Linked DNA regions of Triticum aestivum: region 1 is linked to region 2. A link is a contact called in public Hi-C data. All regions are on one chromosome and are shown on one strand. Each heading gives the region's core, a stretch centred on a gene start, on an enhancer-like site or on the middle of the called end of the contact. The rest is flanking DNA. Distances are from core to core; before and after follow the strand shown. Region 1 overlaps LOC123111850 (a long non-coding RNA gene). Region 2 holds the start of LOC123111848 (potassium transporter 23).

Region 1 (6,121 bases), core at 2,616-5,115, 500 kb after region 2:
CCAGGATGGACACGAAGATAATCAATTGCTCATGTGTGATTTGTGATAGACATTAGACAGTGAATATGAACTTTAAAATAGTGTGCTTGAATTGCATTTTCATAATGGAGCGGCTGTAGGCAACTGTTGTTAACAGACATTAGGAAAAAAATCACCTGTATACTAATATGTGAATTATAGGTAGCTGACGTAACGTGTTAATTAACGCTTGGAATGGTTCTCATCATTGGATGTGTAATTCAACTGGGCTAAACCATAGTAAACTGGAGTTCTGGACATCTGACAATTATAGGCAGCTTCTATATTATGACTCATATTAAAGTATGTTTTGTCGGTATTAAATTTCTTACTGTCGACCTGGTGCTTCAAGCAAATAAGTTGAAATTGTTTTTCCGGAGTGGAGACACTGACCTGGAAATAACAAATGGGATTGAATTGTCCATCTTGTAAAAGCAATTAACTTTGGTTTTAGTTTGTTGAATATAAAACATTGAACTGAGAACACACATTTAAAGTAAAGATGGAAAATAGTAGGAATCGTAGAATTAATTACAAAAAGCTGTTCTGTGTCATGTGGTTGTATGGAAAACTGTTTACATGGAAAATGCTAGATAGCAGATGAACAAAGGGGGACAATCTGAAGCACTACATAAAAGCTGGGTGCAGTTGATTACATATTTTTGGCAACCAGTGGTCACATGTCTACTCTTGTGTGCAGGGTGAGGACAAACAGGAGTGAACGTCAGTAACTTAGTTTGCTGATTCTGAGAGCTCAAGATTTTGAAGATCATTATGTTATGAGAGCTCAATATATTGATATCCGAAACAAATACCCACGATGCAGAAGAGATGTATTGTAATGAAATTTCTTATCGTTCTATGCATCGCTATGCTATTACACAATTTGTTATATAAGACTTGTTGATCCTCCGGGTACAAATTCTACCCTGGCCAACATAAGGGAGTTGCACATAGAGTGAACTAGAAAATGTCATTATATATTAGTATTATTTTTCATATCAGTTAGTTAAGCCAAATATTTCTTTATTATTGTGCTTCACTAGTGATACATAAGGCATTGATATTTGAAGGTGCATAAGCTTCCACACCAACAGTCGATCATGAATTGATGCCTAAAAACATTTTGTGCATTCGACAATCGTATGGGAGCATGGAACCAGTTCCTTCAGTGAAGAGATACATTGACTTTGTTGTCATTTAACAAATATTATGTATAAATAAGATGTCAGCACTGTGTAGATTTCTGAAAAAGAGAATGGTGCTATGGAGGGTGAGTAACAAACATATCATACTTGCCACGCTGAACTCAATACACGTCCACTGCTACTTTGTTGCTTATGTACGTGCCAGTAGTGTTGTACTGCTGTCCAAGTTCTTGCCATTTCAAATTTATATGCTACGGCCGCATGTAGTTTCAGATGCTTGTTATAGCTAATTGCCAGCTTAGTTAAGCCTATGTTATTTGCATGTTCCAGCAGTGTTACTGGCTGATGTCTAGATATTTATTTTCATATTTCATTTGCAACAATCAGTCCATGCTGGAGATGGAGAGCATTGGTCAGAGCGTAGAATCTACTGCTACAGTTGCGCTGGAAGATGATGCCAATAGCAGTTTCACGGTATACAGTTTGTATGAATTAAATAATTTTGTGTCGTTGTATCATATCATGTATTTATTTTTCCTTCTTTGAAGGGATGCAAAGGAGTTGGTTTCCGGCAGTATAGATAGTTACAGTACACCAAGGAAGAGAAGTAGCATGCCAATCCATGTAAGTATTATTCAATGTTCAGTATAGAAGTACAAATTTTACTTAATGATCCAGGGTTCAACATATGAACCTGAGTGTCCTGAAAGCTTACAGCCCATAACTGGCATGTTCTTTTATAAATGGGAGGATGGTGAGGTGTTTCTACACACGTTATGCTCATGTGGTTGGGTTTTCGGTTCGCAGATTTACACAGCCTAAGGGGAGTGATGGTAATACCAGTATGGAAGCGTTTTACTTGTGCATGGAAAGGATGGAGGGAGGAGAAAACTGTATTGAACGATCATGTGAAGAAGTCGAGGAAGAAAGTAAAGCTAACTAGTTGTGGTTGTGAGGCCATGATTAGCTTGAGGAGAAGAGATGATGGAAATTATGAGGTCCTCCGATTCGTCTGTCAGCACACGCATCAACTTGTCTCTACGAATAAGAAACAATTCACTAGAACTAACAGGGAAGTCAGTAGTGAATTGAGGAGCACATTCTTGACATGTCACAGCATTGATGAGCCCTTGCCAAAAAAATTGGCGTACACTAATTGGGACCAGGAGAGGTACCCAGAGAAATTGGTGTCAGACAGAGGTGGGAACTTGAGCCCCCAATCATCCTTGCTCATTGGTCAACCATCATAATATTCATTGAAGCATTTGAACAAAGCAGTCTGGTGCTTCCGTGCAATGGCCATATCCCGCGCCTTGCCATGGTGCTGGAATGCATTTGTGCTGTACCAAAGGGTCGAAAAAATTGATCGCTTTCGTTACCATGCCCCATACAATGATTACCCAGCCTTCTGGGCATGGTACTGGGATGAAGAACTGTTGTCCAAACAAAACCATAACTGGTTAATGCAGGTCAAAGGTGAAGAGAGCATGCACAAATTCTCTGGGTACCTCTCTTGGTCCCAGTTAGTGTACGGCAATTTTTTTAGCATGCATACAAAACCTGAAACAACATTATGCCACTCATTATGCAGGGATGAATCTGGGGCCTGTGTCATCCATATAGCCCGACACTTTGACGGGGGCAAGTTGAAGTTGCTGCTCGCGAAGGTCAGTTTGTGGCCTCGATAGCACAATTCAGTTTTATCTTTGTGTAAACCAGTTCAACCCTTTTTTTGACACCCCGTATGCATGCTTGCACAGCATAATGTCTCCAAAACCAAGATGGATACACTGCACGAGTGCATGAAGCTCCATGGGAATTCTCCACAGTCTCCCATGATGCACTATCTAGTCTTGGCACCATCCGATTCTGCATACGACGCTTAGCAAGCCAGATTATGCCTGAACCACCGTATCACTAGCCACTGCGATTCCCATAATATCTAGTTTGTTAGTTTGCATTATGTACCTTCAACCTTGTCACTGTTATGTACCCTCAACCTTGTCAATCTTAAGTTATTTCCATGGATGTCTGTCTTGCTCGACCCCACCTGCTTTCATAATTTCATCATCCTAGTACTCCTTTCGAGGGGTCCAGTTTTGATCCATCTTCAGTGATATGCCTCCGAATCAAAAGAGGACATCAGCAAGTACATCATGTACTAAACGTCATGGCCAACAGCTGAAAGATGTATCTCACCCAAATTGACAATACATTTTCTGCACTGATGCACAACAAAGAATCGAAATCAAGAAAGAATTTGTTGCAGCTGGCGGGGACTGAGATCTTTACTGATGTGGACTTAAAAAATCTGGGCAGTACCTGATCAGGGTGGGAAGAAGAAAAATGGTGTGGCGCGGCGCGATCTGACTACTGGTGTGGAGGAAGTATGAGGCAGCGCGCGACTAGGGCTGAATCTTGATGTAGAAGGTTGGTTGGTGGGGTCACGCAGAACATTAATTAAAGTGGTGTAGACGGACTCCGTTGGTGGACGAGGTATGAGCCGTGGCTCATATCGTTAGGAGCCTTATGAGCCGACTCCGGTTAGACAGCGCACGTCACATTAATTGGGTTGGCTGAGTGGGCCATGGTTGAGAATATGCTTCCATATACAATTTGCGATACACAGCCATATACAGGGGGGAGTGCGAATCATGAGGAGAAAGGACGTTGTACATAACCAGTGCATCTGAGCTCGGGCTCAGATAGGCACTTTCGGCTTGGGTGGGGGATAAAAGAGAGGGAGAGGAGCTAGCGGAGGGGATCTGTCGCGAGGAGAAGATGGGATGGATTCAACCGAGAGGATAAGGAACGAAAGGCTAAGCAGTGTGGTCCCACATGGACACGTGGTAGCAGAAGGAGGCGACTTAAGCGGACAGAAAATCAACCGGTTTAAAACTAGCGTTTCCCTTTCAAGATTCCATTTGGTTAGGTTATTTTAAAGTGACCCGTTTGGTTTTTTCTTTTTTCGAGAATCACCCGCTTTGGTTAGTGGTGTTGTCCCCATGACTTTGGGACCTGTCTGTCAGCTTCGGAAGCCCATATTGGTCCATAGGACTGGATCTTGTTCTTAGGCCTACTAGCTCAAGTGGACTGCCGCCCACATGAGATGTCAGATGTACTAACCCACCAGGATTATATCCCTAAAAAAACCACCAGGATTATTGTTGGACACGTGTAGCCAGCGCATGACCGTCTGGGATGTTTAGCGAGCGGTCTGCCACTTCAGGTAATTTCTTGTCTCCCCTTCTAATTAGAATAGTCATCAAGTAGTCCCTTTTCATGCTACGTATTAAATTTCAGCATATACATCTTCTCTTGTGCATGTATATGCATGTGCATGTGTTTGTTCACATTTATTTTGTAATTTTAAAATTTTAAAAATGCATAACTTTCAATAGCGTATCAAAATTCAGATCCGTTTTCATCGTTGAAACCCTCGCGACGTGCTCTTCAAAAGTAGATCCCACATGAAGATATTTTGATGAAATAGTCTTACTGTCAACTAAACAACAATATATGTGTAACTAGACTACATGCCGCGCCAACTGAGCATATGTGTGTGTCAATAGTTCTTCTGCCAACTAAATATCAATGTGTGTGTAACTAGACTACATTGCCGCGCCAACTAAACATATATGTGTGCTAATAGTCCTGCCAACTAAACATCAATATGTGCGCAACTAGACTACATTACCGCGCCAATTGAGTATATGTGTGTAACTAGTCCTGCCAACTAAATATCAATGTGTGTAGAACTAGACTACCTTGCCGCGTCAATTGCACATATATGTGTGCAACTAGTGTCCTGCCAACTAAACATCAATATGTGTGCAACTAGACTAAATTACAAGCCAACTGAGCATATGTGTGTGCAACTAGTCTTTCTGGCAACTAAACATCAATGTATGTACAACTAGACTATCAAAGTTGGTTTTAAAAAAATTTGCACCATGTAGTACTAAAGTTGCACAATGCAATACTTTAGTTGTACCATATAGCACCAAAGTTGGCATAAAAAAACTCATCGAAACATACCCATGCGGGTTTAGTTTCGAAGATCTCGTCACGATGAATCCAATGGTGAAAACGGATCTGAATTCCGACGTGTGGTTTAAAAGATATGACTTTTTAAAAATTTATGAGGTCAAAATAAAATGTGCGTAAATTTATGGGATTTGCTAAAACTCATTCGAATGTTTTTTTCTTTGGTCTCATTCGTTTTTGTGGCCGTCAGATCGAAACGCTCCACGATTCGTGTGTCCAGGTGGAGACTTCGCCCGACGGGGTGGCGCGGCCCATGTGTTGTCCCGCTGGCAGCCCATCTGTTGTTTTTCGTTGTATGGGCTGCAGCCTCCTCACACTTCCGTCAGGCCCTGATGTGGATGTGCATGTGGATGGATCGGTTAAGTACACAGGAGAGGAGAGAAGGTACCTATATACTACTACAATATACGACAAGACTCCTTTTTCTTCTTCTTATCTTTTTTTTTTTTTTTTTTTTTGAAACAGAGGCAAAAGATTTGCCTCATTCATTAATAAAGGAGAAGAGTTTTAGAGTACATGATTAATGGCTTCACATCATAGCCCGTCCGACAACAAAAGAAAGCAGTAGCTACTCTCGCGGCATGATGATACTCAGATGTCTAGCTCCCGCCGTGACCCAAAGCTTCGCTTCATCTTGGATAAGTTTTAGAATGTAGAAGGGCGGCGTTGATTTCTTCCTGAAAACTCTAGTGTTTCTCTCGTTCCAAATGACCCAACCAACAAGCATAGTCAGGGAAGCCATGGCCTTCCGGTTCGCCGTGTTGGGCTTCTACATGTTCGTCCACCAAGACTTGACGTTGTGCTCCGCCGACCATTGTTGGGTCTCCAGTGCCCCTAGTCCAAGCCACTCCTTTGTCAATCTCCATACACGCAGTGTGAACCTGCACCGAAAGAAGAGGTGCGCGGCT
Region 2 (6,534 bases), core at 797-3,296:
GATGCACAAGACACAACCACCGAGAGCTGACCATGCCTTTATGCCGTTCATCTTGAAAAAATAATAGATGTACATTGGATTGAGTGCTCTCACGACTGACGTGTCATACTTAATTATGTTGTATATTCCAATGGAGCCCAAATTAAGAAACCACAAAGCCAAAACGGGAGCGAACATGATTCCAACTTTGCCAGTTCCAAAGCTCTGGACACTGAATAATAGCAGAAGAACTAGGATTGAAACAATTACAACAGCATCTGCAAAAAAAAAAGATGAAGCAAGGAGATACTTATGTTCTTGTGGCTTTGGAAAGTAGGATTGTATGAAAAGATGGTTTAATATGTCGGCGGTGATATAATGACAGGACATAAGCAGACAGTTGCAATATTCATGAAGGGCATAACAAATACTCCCTCCGTAAACTAATATAAGAGCGTTTAGATCACTAAAATAGTGATCTAAACGCTCTTATATTAGTTTACGGAGGGAGTACCAAACCTGCATCAAATCCAGCAACTTGACCCTGGAGACCACTGACAGCAGACATAACTGAACATAACAGAAAACAAGAGACGAGGGTCAGGGACGATGCATTTTCGAGGTGAATAGCCATTTCAGAATCTGTGTTGGTAGAAGAAATAAGGACAAAAGAGTGTGGACATGAAGCACCTGACATTGACGGAGTGAGGATGCCATCTCCAATCACCATGGAAGTCCCCATCAGAACCAAGAACAGGAGAATATTTTTGTAGAGTGGCTTCTTTTCTAGGTAGTCTTTGACAAGCAGAGCACGTTCAAGCTCAGGAGTAGGTAACTTGAGCCTAAAACTAGAAATATTTTCATCCACACGCTGCTGATTCGGCAACAGGCTGACTTTTGCATACCTGCAAATCAACGAATATAATGCAAACGTGCCCCCTGCAAACCATGAGATGATTCAGTCGGTAAGCCAAACCAATCTGGACAGGAGCGTACACAACTGATGGTCTACAAGCATTATTTACAGGACCAGTTTTGCATCTTACCTTCGCCATTGTCATTGGCTTTCAGGACTATAAATACGTATTTCGCAAAAGGAATCAACGCTATCGTGTACATGACCAGCGAAAGCGCTCCAAGGATCTCCACCTCTGACTTGATGGGGACCTTGCTGAACACATCGCTGAAGACATATAGAGGGCTCGTACCCATGTCACCATAAACAACTCCGAGGGTTTGAAATGCCATCGCGACGGTGCCCATCAACGATATATCCTGGTGCAAGGTGCAGCCAAGAGGGGTTAAGCATCGCTTCCATTGCTACATGTGGTAGAAAAATATCCGACTCATCAAAGAAAAAAAAGGGCACGCGTGTTTTCAGAGTCAGGCACGCAGATACTAGTTGATATATGAAATGCCCAACCAAAATGGCAGCAAAAGCACAGGCTCGTCAGGACTACAACCTCGGTAAACCTCGGGCGATCGATCCGTGTATCCAATGATGCTTTCGCCTATTGAGAAATGGTCAAAGGTCGCGTTGTTTTATACTGAAACAATTCCAACTCGCTACGCTAAGCCGCCAACGCCAATCAAACCGTCCCAAAATCAGCGGATCATCAGGGTGACGAACCTGGGCGCTGTGGCCATGCGCGCCGCGCACGTTCATGGACTCGACGTCGAGGGAGTCCACCCTCTTGGGCCGCTTCCCCAGCCTCCGGCGAAACGCGGAGGAGCTCCTCCGCGAGAGCAGGGCCCCTCCTGTGGCGCACAGGACCTCGGCCTCGTCGGCGGCCGAGAGGGCCCAGGGCTCCCGCTCGTCCTCGAGCGACCAGTGCGCGGACTCGGACGAGTCGACCTCGCTGGCGTCCACCCACCGCGAGCTGCCCCCCGATCGCTTCGGCCTGAGCGGCCGCGCCGACGGCGGCTGCTCCTCCTCCTGGATCCCGCCGTCGTCCATTTCCGTCCCCTCTGGCGCGGCGGCTCGGATCCGAGGAGAGCGCGGGCTGGTCCTGAGCGAGGCTGCGGCGAGGTGTGGTGTGGCGTGGCGCTTCGTGTTGGGCTTTCTTCGGGTTTCGGGTTTTCTTAATCGGGATTCGGGACCGTAGCAATGATGCGGGGGCAGCGTACGGCTAGGATTTCGTGTGGAATTATTGCGATTTGTTTAAGTGATCCGATGAGATGATCACGTTTGGCTTTTGGCGGCCAGTTGAGCTGTCTGTTGGTGAAATTGCATGCAATTTGTCTCTACACGTCCAGCCTCCCACATATTCGTAAGTCTGGTCACAATGGACAAGAACATAAACTAGTAACTTACACACTTCTCTAGACTATGTTTCTACCTTCATAGTGGGTAGGAACATCTATGTAGTGTCATGCAACGATGTATTTATTAGGTTATAGACTCATTGTTTCTTGAAGTGTGTGATGTTTCGGTAACTTAGCTAGTTACCACAAGCACCTCTCTCTTCATTAAATATGTGCCACATAAGCAAAGTTGTATTGGAGTGTGTGATGTTACTCCTAAGGCTGGTCATAGTGGGAGTAACATGGGTAGTAACATAGATGCCACATAATCAAAAATGTTGATGTGACAAGTAGTTAATGAGGAGAGAGGCAAATAGAGTAACCTAATATGTTACCATCACATAACGCTTTCCAATGCAAAATGAGTCTACAAGACAATAAATGATCATGTGTATGTTACTCCACATATGACACTTCCCATTATAAGGCCCTGTTTGGTTCCAAATAAGTCACCAACTTATAAGTCGAAAAGTGCAAAAATTGACTTATTTTGCCAAACAGACCTAACTTATAAGTCACCCCAACTTATAAGTCATAAGTTGCTCCACCCCAACTTAAAACTTATAAGTTATCCCCTTTTGCATGGGTCCCACCACCTTTACCGAAAAAAATAAAGTGGGAAGGTGTGCTCAGGTGACTTATAAGTCAAGTGACAACCAAACATGCATGACTTATAAGTCATTGGTTTTAAGTCACCTGACTTATAAGTCAGGTGACTTATTGAAACCAAACAGGCCCTAAGGGTAGTAACATAAAGTAGTAACGTATGCATGTTACTACTCTAAGTTACTTTCCACTATGACCAGCCTAAGTTCCTCCCCATTGTGACCAGTCTAACTGAACCCTTTGTGTACTTGCTATAGTAATTTTCAGTGGTACGTGTCCCCTCCGGCCCTCCCACATATGTTTTTCCAGTGAACTCTTTTTTTTACTGTAGTAACTTTGTTTCTTTCATGCCAAGCAAGGAGATCAGTTTTTCTTTTTGTTCTTGTTTAGACTCACCAAAGTGGTCGGTAAAGACAACATGGGTTACACTTACACGCTACAGTGCCATCTTTCAGTTGTTGAGTGATTCGTCCTCTCGCCCTCTGCCCTCTGCGCTACGTCACGTGGAAAACTAGTACGGTAGGCGACAATAATAATAGAGACACGTAACATCACAATGCTGCTCTGCCAGTCCAGTGCATGGGGCGGGGCCGGCACAGGTTATTATCAGCGTGGCGTCGATACATTGGTGCGTTCGCAACCGGGGACGGGTTTTTCTGATGAGAATTGAAGCGTGAGATCTCAGGTCCGATGGGGCGCCGTCGCAGGCGGCTTCCACTTGACAAATATCCGGGAACGGCGCCGTAACTGCGTACACACGGCGGTTGTGCCCGACGAAAGCAGCAGTTCGACGACTCGTTTTCTTTTATCTTTTTTATTTAGCTTGAGATTTTGGCCAAGGACTACGAAGAGATACTGATGTATGATCCGTACAACGACATGTATATCATATCCTCGTTTCAGATTGCTCCTCTTATTTTTAACATTGAGATGGCTCATGGAACAGGGATAAGGTATACACTAATTTATTTTTTATCTTTTTGAGAATAGGTATACACTAAAGTTAATAGTGTCACCATCAGCTCCTTAAATCAACTAGTCAATGTGTACGTGCAATGCACGTTAATCTGGAAGATATTAAGTGCATGCGGATATTAAGTAGGATATTATTTGCATGTTATTATATGATTAACACTATTTTTGGTATAAAATTAACTGCACGCTAAACGTGTTGAGCGCTCGACATTAAAGCAGTCTAGGTCGTTGGATTGACATGATTTGATGGGAGATTAATTGAATCTGCCCCGTTGGGTCTTTTTATATTGGTATAGATATAGATGAATGGGTTGTCGTCGTCGGTCGTCATTGGCTACATATCTATCACTGATAGTAAAATGCCCGTGCGTTCAGTGGCGGAGGACGAAACTATTTCGAGGTAGGGCGAACTCTTAAGGCAATGTTCTTATGCAAACCAATATTTTCTTATGATCCTAGACAGAATAAACAAATACAACATATTTTAAATAGAATAGCAACTTAAAACATTAACGATAAGGAAGTTTTAATGGCATGCGCTCCTGCCACCGGGAATAGTGCATGCTCTAGCCCTCGGGAAAGCGCCCTCGCCCCGCCTGGACGCGCGCTCAGCACTCGTGCTGGTCACCGCCCCCGCCCCCGCACCTAAAAGGCAATGCTTTTGCTGGCCGCCATCCCCGAGCGCCGCCGCTAGGGTTAGAGCAACTCCAACAGTTCCCCTAACTCTAAAATAACCACAGTTTACGGGAAGTTGGGGCAAAAAAATCTCTCGTGGCAAGTGGCGGGTTGAAATTTCATCAACCGCCACGCTCATGACGGCGCCAGCGCACTCCGCCGTGACCCTGCCGCCACCACCACCTCGTGCATTGCCGCCCGCCGCCGTTTGCCACTGCCTCGTGCTGTCCGCGCCGCCGCCACCGCCACTGCCTCGCCGGGGCCACTGATCAGTGGGTCATAGCAATTATCTATTTTTTGTTTAATTAAAAGTAAAACAAACATGCTTTTAGGGGAAGAAGATTAGAGGGACTGAAAAAATTTATTTTTCAAAAAACTTCCCCTAACTTTTACAGGAAGGCAAAATAACCATTTTTAAGGGAAATTTTTTTTAGCAGTTTAAGGGAAGATTTTTAGTGTCGAGCGAGAGTCTCGAGCATGGTGTAGTGGCCTGGACGAACGATTCGGTCGGGCGAGGGGCTGCGAGGCATGAGATTGTGCGTGACCCAGTCCGTGGCATGGCCTGCTAGTTTTCTTTAGAATAACGTGACCTACTAGTTGATAAGGCCGAACAAGAAGTACATGATTCACGGCCCACTAAAACGTTTCACCGGAATTTCTAGCGACCGACTGGAGCTTTATCGTATACGTATTTGTACCTAGTAAAAAATCTGCAGAAATCAAGGTAGGGCGAGCGCCCAACGTCGCCCTACGGGCTTTTAGTTTTTATTGGATATATATAATGATGATATTGATCAACCACGGTGCCGAATAAGTTATTTTGCACTCGGGTAATTGTACGATCGTTTCATAAAAAATATGTTTGATACAGAAAAAGTACATTCGTGTTGATTTACTACAGACTGGCATCAGAAAATTTAAGATACGAGCAATAAGATCACAAAATTTGCATTTATATGTATATTTTGTACTATGTTTTTACGGTCGTAATTTATGTCATGTAAATTATATTTTTTTGACTGACATACATTTTTTTCTTAGATTGTCTTTTCACTTCGGATGTAGGAATTTTTTTACAGGACGTAAGTATATGGTGTAGTGATGTAATAAGCGAGGGGTGGAGAATAACTATTCTACATCTTTTTTGTTGTTGTATAAAACTCGGTGAATTTTTAGCCCCTTCTAACAACATTGCCTGGGGACCTTTGTTGATAGATTCTTTTTGAACATCGACATAATCTATCTTCATCTCTCTCATACTTTGTAAAAAAAATACACGTTTTGTATTATCATGTGCAACATATATACAAAGAAGAACAATTATTTGTATGCGTCTTCTCATTATGTAAAACTTGATGAGGTTTTAGTCCGGTCCAATATAGTTACATCAGCAACTTTGTCAATGAACAATTTCAAACATCATCCAAAGCCACCCGTTTTTATACCCGGTCTACAAAAGTGAACATATAAACCTATATTAAAATAAAAATGAATTATGCTAATATATAATATATTTTTTATAACACAACATAAATATAGACGCTCACATATACACACATACACTCACCCTAATGAATGCACACACCCACGTGCATTTTACATTTTTAGTCATAGTAGGTGGCATCATACTTTTTAGTAGAGTGAGGCACATGCCAGATTTAATAAATTGTAGGCTCATGTACAAATTACTTATTTGTAATTATTCTTCAATAGTGTATGTGATATTTTTTGGACACGGCGATTTGATGCCCGAGCGCAGATGATCCCGAAATCGCCGGCGTCAGCTCTAGGCTCGGGACCCGAATAATTCGTTCTGACGCGTCTGACGTCGAGGGTGGAAAAAGGGATGTGCGATGAAATACGGTACGAAACAGTGGCTATTTCGTGGGCCCAAAGCATATGGGTGGGACGGCGCTCGCGCACGGGAACTCTGGTCCGTGGACCAGATCGCTACTAGTCCAACCGAGCCAGGGATCACTCCCCCCACCTCTGTCT

Evidence for each region. Hi-C and Micro-C count contacts between places; a contact is called where the count stands out from the background.
Region 1: a contact with region 2 is called in a Hi-C map of leaf, with 7 times the contacts expected there. The contact joins the enhancer-like site here to the promoter of LOC123111848 in region 2. A contact is called at or near these places in 2 of 5 Hi-C or Micro-C datasets (both in leaf).

What each region holds. Positions count from the first base shown.
Region 1 is chr5B:359,297,801-359,303,921 of IWGSC CS RefSeq v2.1, forward strand. LOC123111850 (a long non-coding RNA gene) reads left to right here. Exons shown (of 10, transcript XR_006454808.1): 5 at 719-1,360; 6 at 1,554-1,640; 7 at 1,715-1,790; 8 at 1,974-2,642; 9 at 2,758-2,833; 10 at 2,927-3,194. Among protein-coding and RNA genes, the nearest start is that of LOC123111850, 5.2 kb to the left of the region's middle. Within about 2 kb of position 3,866, at least 6 of the 8 cell types and tissues checked have an H3K27ac peak or open chromatin away from gene starts, as enhancers often do. A contact at or near this core is called in leaf, where this site is marked.
Region 2 is chr5B:358,804,058-358,810,591 of IWGSC CS RefSeq v2.1, forward strand. LOC123111848 (potassium transporter 23) reads right to left here and starts at 2,047. Exons shown (of 9, transcript XM_044532725.1): 1 at 1,610-2,047; 2 at 1,026-1,254; 3 at 670-918; 4 at 499-549; 5 at 1-257. The coding sequence starts at 1,936. It overlaps LOC123116127 (a long non-coding RNA gene), which reads left to right and starts at 6,401. Exons shown (of 5, transcript XR_006456950.1): 1 at 6,401-6,534.